3 separate regions of the Zea mays genome follow, and all the other regions are linked to region 3. The links are chromatin contacts, called in public Hi-C maps. All regions are on one chromosome and are shown on one strand. Each heading gives the region's core, a stretch centred on a gene start, on an enhancer-like site or on the middle of the called end of the contact. The rest is flanking DNA. Distances are from core to core; before and after follow the strand shown. Region 1 holds the start of LOC103638009 (Telomere-associated protein RIF1). Region 2 holds the start of LOC103638008 (26S proteasome regulatory subunit 6A homolog). Region 3 holds the start of LOC100194080 (sulfiredoxin, chloroplastic/mitochondrial).

The links. Hi-C and Micro-C count contacts between places; a contact is called where the count stands out from the background.
Region 1: a Hi-C map of leaf shows a contact between it and region 3, with 6 times the contacts expected there. The contact joins the promoter of LOC103638009 here to the promoter of LOC100194080 in region 3. A contact is called at or near these places in 2 of 25 Hi-C or Micro-C datasets (ear and leaf).
Region 2: a Hi-C map of leaf shows a contact between it and region 3, with 5 times the contacts expected there. The contact joins the promoter of LOC103638008 here to the promoter of LOC100194080 in region 3. A contact is called at or near these places in 10 of 25 Hi-C or Micro-C datasets (bundle sheath, ear, endosperm and 3 more).

Annotation. Positions count from the first base shown.
Region 1 is chr9:16,922,148-16,925,717 of Zm-B73-REFERENCE-NAM-5.0, forward strand. It overlaps LOC103638009 (Telomere-associated protein RIF1), which reads right to left and starts at 1,551. Exons shown (of 9, transcript XM_008661009.3): 1 at 1,137-1,551; 2 at 596-657; 3 at 325-474; 4 at 1-42. The coding sequence starts at 1,401.
Region 2 is chr9:16,776,271-16,779,749 of Zm-B73-REFERENCE-NAM-5.0, forward strand. LOC103638008 (26S proteasome regulatory subunit 6A homolog) reads right to left here and starts at 1,408. Exons shown (of 10, transcript XM_008661008.4): 1 at 1,025-1,408; 2 at 793-909; 3 at 204-311. The coding sequence starts at 1,288.
Region 3 is chr9:16,518,460-16,521,856 of Zm-B73-REFERENCE-NAM-5.0, forward strand. It overlaps LOC100194080 (sulfiredoxin, chloroplastic/mitochondrial), which reads right to left and starts at 1,924. Exons shown (of 5, transcript NM_001309893.1): 1 at 1,761-1,924. The coding sequence starts at 1,914.

The sequences.
Region 1 (3,570 bases), core at 301-2,800, 400 kb after region 3:
CCTCATTCTTTTGGGACTTTGACCACCAAGCTTCATGATAGCCTGCAGCAGAAGTTTTTCAAGGCACTGTTCTAAATTGCAGCATAATATGATAGATGATAAAGGAAGAGAAAAAAGGAGAAAAGTAAGACTTTTGCACGATTAGAGGTAACTTCATGTGAAATTAGAAGCATCGTGAAAGCGTATGGTTATTTTGTAATAAACACCGCTAAGCAAGTGGGATGTAGTTACATGAACAATTCAGCTGCAGCCAGTACATTGAAATCCTTCAAAAACATAGAAAAAGGCGATGAAATACAACAGAGTTTAGGTGTGCCAAACAACCTGAGCTGCCTCAAATGTTGTGGACAAGGAACCAAATGGATTGTCGAGCGCATGAACAATAGCAATAAGCATTGGATCTGCTCTATCCTCTATAATCAATGGGTTCAGTTGTTGAACCGAGAAGCACCAGACACCCAAATTGCAAGCAGACTGTAGTAAAATAATTAACAGAAAAAAAGGGAATCAAATACTAAAAGATCAAATATGCATTCTGCATACAAAATTAGCACCTTGAGATCTTGAAAAGGAAAAAATGGTCAGCCGGATCAACCTTCATCCGAGTGCTCATGATTATATGTACCAAGGTATCCAATACCAATTGGGTCATCTGTGCTGTAAAATAAGAAAATATATTTTTAGCTGGGTTATTTAAAACAATTTCAACAGTATGGCATGTATAAAAAAATGAGGAGGACCGCGTCAAGTCAGGTTTTCAGAAGGACAAACCCAAGGGATTAAATATATTGGCAATAGAAGTGATAGTCGAAAAAACAGAACGAATAACATTCCAAAATGGAAGGAGCTCAGGTTAATTGTCAAGCAACAGTAGGAAGTAAAAAATGAATTACAAATGCCAAACACGCTGGTGGAGTTCGGATTCAAGCGAGTCTGCGAGTGCAAAACCTTTAAGTTTTGATCATACAGCAAACAGTTGGAGGGTAATATACTTCATAACGGAAGCAATGTAACCTTATTAACAGAAGAAGCTAACCCCACCAGGCTGAATTGGTTCACTAATCTAGATATTGGTCAACCTACACCGATATATTTAACAGAAGAAATGCGAGCACATAGAACTAATAGTACAGTACCTGAAATAGTAGAAACGAGGACGGGGTGGTAGAGCGCGAAGCCGAGGCACTTGAGCGCAGAAGCGGCGACGGCCTCGTCATCGGCGGCCGCGTCGCGGAGGAGGAGCGGGAGGAGGGTGGAAGGTAATTCCGCGGCGAGCTCGGCGGCGGAGGAGGCGTCGTCGGCGCAGCCGCGCTGTAGGAGAAGCAACCGTGCGTACGCGGCGGCGCGGTCGGGCTCCGAGGCAATCTCCGCCACCTGTCTGTCCATCGGCGGCGGCTCCATGAAGGTGGAGATCTAGGGTTTTGCTTTTGGCGCGAAGGGAAGTGACGCGTTCGCGCGCGCATTGCATTTCGGTAGTATAGGTTCTGGACATGACAGCATGACTTTTTTTTTTTACAACACGATTACACGACAGTTTGAGTTGTTTTCGGGAAAGAAGAGCGTTGCCGTTTAGTTCATTTTTATTTTCTTCTAGTATTACTAGATGAGTGCCCGTGCGTTGCAACGGGAACATATAATAATAAGATAACTTATATATAAAATATATGTTATATTGTGCTCGTCCCTTGTTCTCACTCAACGACAGTATACCCTCGAGATTGTGGAGCGCGCTGGCATGACTGCGTGCAAGCCTTGCAGTACCTCGATGAACACTCAGGCCAAGCTCTCCTCCGATGGCTCACCGGTTCCAGAGTCGACGTTGTACCGCAACCTGGTCGGTGCCTTGCGGTATCTCACCTTCACCCGTCCGAACATCACTTATGCGGTACAAGTCTGCCTCTACATGTATGATCCTCGGGAGCCGCATCTCACCGCCGTCAAGCGCATCCTTCGCTATCTGCACGGCACCGTCGACCTCGAGTTGTTCGTAGCTCGTGCTTCCTCGCCGCACACGCTGACTATCTACACAGATGCCGACTGGGTCGAGAGCCCGGACACTCATCGCTCCACGTTAGGATACGTCGTGTTCCTCGGTGTCTGTCTCATCTCCTGGTCCAGCAAGCGATAGCTGACGGTCTCTCGATCTAGTGCAGAGGCTGAGTACCGCGTCGTCGCCAACGGCGTCGCTAAGGCGACTTGGCTGCATTAGCTTCTACTCGAGCTTCACCAGCCTCTCCAGCATGCCATGGTTGTTTACTGCGACAATATGATGCTGCAAAACCTGAACTAAAATTGAAACTTTAAAGTAGTTGCAGTAATAAGAAATATAAAGGAAATGGGATACACATATCAAGGAGAAGCTATACAAAATAACAGCCTTAAAGAAAAGAAGTACCTTGATTCCCCTGTGGCGAGGTGGCTCCAGTACCTCCGATCATCTATCCTGGTAATAGTCATTGCCTTTGATGATATACTTATGCAAAGGGCTCCCTTGTTCTTCATAATCCAGAATTCCTAAAATAGACAGCATGGATGGCTATTAAGAAAAATAGACAATTTCAAGCAAATACGAGGCTAATAACAGAATCGCATCCACAGTAGATCGGCCCTAACAAACAAGCATAATACCTCCATGGAGGAATGACCAAATGAGTTTACCTTTCTGCCGGCATCAAAGAGGGTGGATCGGCACAGACGAGCGTAAATCTCCTTGGTCAAGCGCTTGCCGCTGGCATCTCCATCGCCACAGCCCTCGTCATCGCCACAGCCCTCTTCATCTTTGGACGAGGGATGTGAGGCAACTTAACAGAGCCACTGAAGCGCTTGTCCTTTTGTGGATTACAATTCTTCAGACTAATCTGAAGCTCAACAGTCTCAGTGAACTTCCTATTCTTATTGGCATCCTGAACTATCTGGGAGATGGCATCCTTGAGAACCTCGGACTGCAACTTACTGCAATAATCAATGGGCAGAATTTATTAGGCAGAGATAATCTATCTGGATGGGAACAATACTCTAGAATTCCAAATACTCCTGCCAGTAGGAAGAATTGTAGAAGGCAAAAATAGTAGAATAATCAATAATAATAAGCAAACTACGTGAATCCATCTCATGTGTCCGAGACAAGAACCTGAATCTATCTCACGTCCATTTTCATTATGAGAATGAACTAACAGTTGGACCCGACTCCCAAAGAATCATATTGGAATAAGCCTGCTAATGGGGGTCTAATCCACCCCAACCCATAGCCAATCAGTCAGCTGTTGTAGCCCAAACCTATCCAAAAATCTAAATCAAGCACCCACCACAACATGCTCTGTAACACACACCCCAAGCCAGCCCATTTTAAACCGTGGAGCATGCTAACTGATGATGTCAGGTTGTTTAATGGACCATCCCCAAGCTGTCCTAAATAGAAGGGGTTGTATATTGAGGTATAATGTACTGCAGCATGATGCACATTTATGTGTTTCATTCACATGCAGATAATTAGTGAGAATTACCTTTATGTGGTACCCAGAAAATTCCTGCATTTTGTTATGAAGATGGGGAATAACAAGTTTTGCGATC
Region 2 (3,479 bases), core at 158-2,657, 260 kb after region 3:
TTCACATGTTAGCAGCAACAAAATTGTTGGTTGTACTTTTGACCTAGAATCTCCTGTACTATATTTTCATGTGATAAATCTTCATGTTGTATGCATATTAGTGGTCAAAGATTTAGAAAGTGGACTGTATACAGTATATGGACACACAAAAAAAGAACAGCAAAAGAGACATGACCCTGATGAGCAGAGAACAGATTGCTCACTTGTCTTGTGGAGGTCTTCAGAACAACACATTTTCCTTTCCTTTGTGAATCTAAATCAATGTTAGCACCATCCTCCTTAGCTTCATCCTCAGGATTCATTTCCAAGATCTAGAACAGTTGAGAAAAGGGCAAGTCATATATGAGTAACTCATAAACAAAATGTTCAAACCATCAAATGTTCAAAAATTATTGTATACGACTCAGAGACTCGAAATTTTGGAAGCTAAGGTAGTTGGTTATAAACCAGTTATCAAGTTCCAAGTTTATGAATCTCTGGATACTTAGCCAGACCACGGTTACTCAATTAAAGAACCAATGGTGTACTAAAGACAAACTACGCTAACTAATTTGAAGTGTCTGCACAAGAGGAAAGTGTGCTCTGTTCCTGATTACGTGCGGCATTGGTGTGTATAACATGAAATTATAAATGAACAAACATAATATAATAGCACAAGCAGTTAAGTATGCTGTCACACCAAATCATGTGATTATAGACCAAATCATTTTCACCTATTCACTTCCCTGGCCTCAAATTAACCCAGGGCAACAATCACACGCAGGGATTTTATCGAATGGAAGGAGACTGAACCTCAACGAAATTGCCAACGAGGTAGGGTAGCTGTTTGTTGAGCTTAATTTTATCCTGGTTTTCCTTGATCTTCTCCTTGAACGACTCCAACTCCAGGTTCGTCCGCTGCAACTCGTCCTGGGTACCGCCGGAAAAAACCAAACAAGTCCAACAGATCAGACGCAAACCCTAACGACGAACAAACGAGGGTTCCAAAACCGCGAGGTTCCGATCTAAGACTGGGCTCGCTCACCTTGAGGACGCGGATCTCGTTGTCGAGGAGGCGGGAGGCCCGGATGTCGTCCTCCGTGGACATGGAGGCGAGCTGGTCGTCCTCCGCATCGTCCACGGCCATCGCCGCCGCCGGGGCGGGGGCGGTAGATGACGACATCGCCGGCGCCGGCGACAAGGGTTCCGGAGTTGGAGCTGTCGACGAGAAGATGCGAGTTGCGGGAACGAGCGAGTTGGGTTTCTGAGTTTTTTTCCCTCTGTCGCGAGCCGTCGAGATTATTGACATTATGAAACACGGCACAACTTTCGACAAAATAGAGGCGTAGACGAGGGCTTCGACATTTTGGAGGCGCAGTCGACGGACAAACGCTAATATGGAATTGATCTAGTCATTAGCTACCATGAATAAGGATTTAGTTGCTTTAGCTCACGTCGTTTGCTACACCGCGGACGGCGCCGGCTGAGCTCTGCCTCCTTATCGGCGACGTTGTTCCCGCTCAAGTGGCAGCTCATCAGGGACCGACTCAACCGGCTCCACGCGGGCCTCGCGCACATCACCGTCTCCACGGGCGACGAGAACAGGTACGATGCGTTCGAGAACCTCCTGCGGGACGTCGCGGCGGCCGCCCGGGAGGTGCGGGAGCTGGTGCCGCGGAGCCAGGGCGGCACTACGGCGGCGGCAAGCTGCGGCTGCGGAGTGACCACCACGTACCGCTCGCGGCTCGCGGGAAGGAGCTACTCATCGACGTCACCTGGGTCACCATCGACGGCCTCAGGGTCGTGCAGCTCCGCCGGCTCCGTTGGAACTTTCGCGGCTGCCACACCATCTTCCTCGACGGCGGCGCCCCCGTCGACATGACGTGGGACCTGCACGGTTGGCTCTTCCACGCCCACGCGCCCGCCGTCGAGTTGCCGCACTCGTCTTCCTCCTGCGTCGTGTTCACGTTCCAGGCGCGCGGCGCGTCAGAGGCAAAGTTGTGGACAGTCGACGGTTGCTTACGCGACGGAGATGAGCCGGACAAGCTGCCGGTGACGCCGACCGGTCGGCGGCAGAAGGCGGCAGCCGGTGGGGCGTCGGGGCAGGGGTTCTGCCTGCTGATCCAAGGCTTCAGGGGCTTTTCCAAGAACATTTAACCTGTACATACCATTAGAGACTTTCTATCGTCATTTTTCACTTCTTGCTTGGGGTTTGTCTTGGATTGATTAGGATTGACATTCAGCTGCTTGACTCTTGTCCATTAATCTGATGCATGACAAGGGGTGGTGTGATTGTGAATGGTAGGGATAGTGTCAGAGAGAGGTTGACACACAGAAAGAGATGTTTTTGTTTCAGTTTGCCACATCCCTGTACTGAATGGACTCCTGGTCGAATGGACTCCTGGCCGCCGACCAAACCATCTCTGTTCTTCGCGAGAGTGCGGCATAGCATCTTCTCTATGTCTGCGGGGACCGGCCAAATGGTCTTGCACTTTTTGATGCGGAAGTCCTCGTTGCCTGTGAGCAGGACGAAGGACCTCACCGTGTGGTACAACTTCACGATGCACTGCGGGAGACATGTTTGCTCGGAGGCCCGGATGCTGCCGAGGAGCGTGAGCCAGCGGCGGGTGACGCAGGCGGAGGCGCCGCAGCCGCGGCCGTGGCCGCACGAGCACGCGGCGCAGGATCTCGAAGAGGCACTCGTTGGGAGCGTGTCGAGCGACGACAGCGCCAGCTGCCTCTGCTTCTTGGCCACCCTCACGAACTCGGCCGCCGCCGCGGCGACCGCGGACGCGGCCACCAGCGTGCGCTTCCGCTGCTACACGGCGTCGTGGCAGAAGAGCCCGACCAGCTCAGCCGGCGCGGTCCGCGGTGTAGCAAACGACGTGAGCTCAAGCAACTAAATACTTATTCGCGGCAGCTAATGACTATATCAATTCCATACCAGCGTTTGTTCGTCGTCTGCGCCTCTAAAATGTCAAAGCCCTCACCTAGGTCTCCATTTCGTCGAAACCAGTTCTGTCGTGTTTCATAATGTCAATAATCTCGCGAGCGTCGGAGCGTGTCTCTATACTCCCTCGTATATAAAAATCTTGGGCTGGTAGGGGATTCAAGCGAAATAATTTTCCACTGAGGTGACAAAGAAATTGGAGGGATCTAAAGGAGAGAAAATTCATTGATACTTAATTAATTTCTCTCAATTCTTTAGTTACCAAACCAGCTCTTAGGCTTGAGTATAGATTGTAAAACATAAAAATTATATATTTTTTACGCTCGAGTATAAAGTGTGAATATGGATTTGAAGTCAATAACCATGCTTCGAATCCACGATTGTGTATAATCCATGGCTCTAGAAACATATGGATTCAAGTTTGTGATACCATAAAATGATTGTTTATATATCGGATCGGGTGTTGGATGCAAATATTCATATGCAAGTGGAGGATGTGTTTGTCTATACTCATACATGATTGATGGTGGTATTGACCCGGTTGGTGGTG
Region 3 (3,397 bases), core at 674-3,173:
GGTGTCACTGGCTTTCCGTTGCTGAGTTTTGGTATAACACAAATTACCATTCTGCTCTTGGTCGTTTGCCATTTGAAGTTCTCTATGGCCACCCACCCCGCTACTTCGGAGTCTCCACATCAGAAGCTGTCAATGCCCAAGATCTGCAAGCATGGCTCCAGGATCGTGAGGTTATATCACGTCTCGTCCAGCAGCATCTGGAACGAGCTCAGGCAAGAATGAAGCGCCAAGCTGACCAAAAGCGATCCGAACGCAGTTTCAATGTGGGAGATCAGGTTTATCTCAAGCTCCATCCGTATGTGCAGTCATCTGTTGCTACCCGTTCCAATCAGAAATTGGCTTTCAAGTTCTTCGGGCCCTATACTGTTCTGCAACGCATTGGTTCTGTCGCATACCGCCTGCAGTTACCCGAACATGCCACCATCCACCCGGTCTTTCATGTATCACAACTCAAGGCGTCAGTAGGAAGGCAGCATTCTGTGATTCCGGTTTTACCATCTGCTGACCATGTTTTACAGGTTCCAGTACAACTGCTCGACCGTCGATTGATCCAGCGCGGTGGCGCCATGGTCGCACAAGTGAAAACGCGCTGGTCAGGCCTGGATCCTACACTGGCCACCTGGGAGGACGCCGAAGCTCTAAAGGCCAAGTTTCCTCATGCACCCGCTTGGGGGCAAGCGGTGTCTGAAGAGGAGGGGAATGTGAGCAACGCTTCCCAGAAGGACACTACGGAGAAGAAGAAGGATACAACCACTGAGAACACAGCTTCAGAAGGAAGGGCGCGTCGCGTGAGGAAAGCCAGCATTCGCATATCCGGTCCAGAATGGGCCGTGTAACATGGCCGTATTTGGGCCGCGTCTGTAAGACTGCCTCCAACAAGGATCGGTATATGGTTCTGTCCTCTATATTTAGCGTCTTCACTCGTTTGAAGGCGCCCAACAACGACCGCTATTTCATCCACTAAAAGATAGAGGGTGTCCTTTGGCCGCTACATTTAGTGTCTTCCTGTGCATCCGCTATCACAGCGGCCGCCGCTGCCGAGGAGGAACGTGCACCAGATCACAAGGTGGAGGCCGCACGCGCCATATCACCGGAAAAGGAAGGAGGTCGTGCGGCCGCCGATGAGGAGAGCATACAACCAACGTGGAGCAGAGCGTGCGGCCACCGCAAGAAGCAGGAGCACACGCGGCCACCGGCGAGAAGGAGACAGCACAGTCGTCGACATGGAGAAGAGTGCAGGTGCCAGCGTTGAGGAGGAGCGCGCATGGCTGCCGGCTGCCGGCGAGGAACCCAAGCGCGCGCAGCCACCAACGAGATGAAGCAGAGCGAGCAACAGATCACCAGCAGGATGAGCATGCACACCGTCTGTAGCGTTTTCTCTTTTTTTTATTTCAGTTAGAAATACATTGAAAATAACTGGGTAGAAATTTGTGGTTAATAATATTAGTGAAAATATGGAAAATGTGATAAGGACGAAATTTAGAGGATATTGCTAGAGAAAGTCTAGATATAGAGAACGAAATCTTTTATAAAGTGTTGTAAAGGATAAAGAATATTTCTTTAGAGGACGAAATTTAGAGTAGAGACAACCTAATAATTAGTATTAAACCCTGGACAAGGAAGGGAAACGCACGGGAAAACAGATAGCTACAGCTACACGCCGCCATCCTATCTTCCTCTCCACGTCTCCTTCTTCCTTCTCCTCTACTTTTCAGCCTTCCCTCATCAGAGGTGTTAACAAAAGGGGATCATGCAAGTACCGTTGGAGGAGGAAGCGGAGAGCGCCAGATTCCTGCTCCTCGTTCCGCTCGCGCTCCTTCCCCTTCCTGGAGCGAAGGAGGCGTACGGGACCGCGCTGCGGGGGAGGAGGGCGCCGGGGCCCATCGCCAAATCCAGGGTCGAACTCGACGCCATGGCTGCCGTGCTGCTGCCCGGTCTGTTGCCGGGCCCCGCCGAGAGGCCGTAGCGTGTCAGAGTGTCGCGTCGATGTGTACCACAAGAGTTATCTGGGCTAGATGTTAGAGCAAATGGGCCGATCAGCACAGAAATGGCATGATTCGAGCGTCACGCATGTACAACATCGAGTAGATCGATTTTCCAAGTAAGGAGAGTAGGAGACAGACAGACACCTAACACTATTCCTAATCTAAAGTATACTTCAGTATCTAAAAATGAAATGAATGCTAATGCTAAAAATCAGCTAAATCATAAGTGAAACGTTATGCATACACTAAAGAGGAAAAACGATATCCCTCCTCTCATGGTCCGGGTCTGGTCCGTAAACTCGCACAGAGATTTATTGCATGATATTGTACCTCCATCAGAAGGTCTAGACTATATGGTCGGCTGCGAACCTATAGAGAGGTTTATGTGGGGATATTGTCCCTCTCCTAGACAGTTCGGACCTATGGTCCGAACGGTCTATGAGCCCGAAGAGAGATTCATGCACGGATATTGTACCTCCTACATATGGTTCGAACCTTATGGTCGTACGGTTCGAAAATCCACATACAACAAAGAGGGTCCTACAGGGGTACCGTCCCTCCTCTGTTCTAGACCCATGTGTCACACCCGGATTTAAGGAATAAAGTCGGGTGCATCTCATATGTGCACCAAAAAAACATCACATATAATAAAAAAGTGTATAGAGATAAATATCACAAGTATCATTATTACATAGTGGAAGTCTTACAAAAATAAATGATAATAATAAAATGCTAATATTATTCCTTGGCGCCATCAAGCTGACTAGGAGACGCCACCTAGATCAACTCGTACTCCTCATTATAGGGCTCTTCCTGGACCACCTGCTCTTCACCTGTGGGGGGTTATATGTCGCAAGAGTGAGCTCACAAAAGATCATAGCTCAACAAGTTGTGGGAATAATGTGCATGAACTCACCAAAGGTGGGAGTTCATGTGAAGTGTAAGGCTAATCAATAAATAAGGGTTAAAGCTGAGCATTGCTTTTAATAAGTTGGTCAAATTTTATTAGCAGTTACTAAATATAAGTAAATACCAAACCAGAGTGATAATAGATCAAAATAGTAATAAACCCTAATGCGATGCAAATGACAAATTGAATTTAATTCCATAAATTAATCATGTGAGGGTCCGAGACGCTCATAACCGTGAGCACGACTGATATACCAGTTTTATACTCCGCGGAGGTTGCACATCTTTACCCACAAGTCATGTTACCCATCTCCCAAGGGATCGCGATTTTCCATACACCTCTACCAAGGAAGCGAGGCAGGGTAACACCACGAGGCCTTTACAAAGTTCCACTAGCTTCAGATAACCGCTACAGTTTCTAAGAAGCTCCAATACATGGATCCCTCACCTGACCACAATCGCAGCAAAATCAACCCAAGGACCTCCCTACACTGACCACTCCC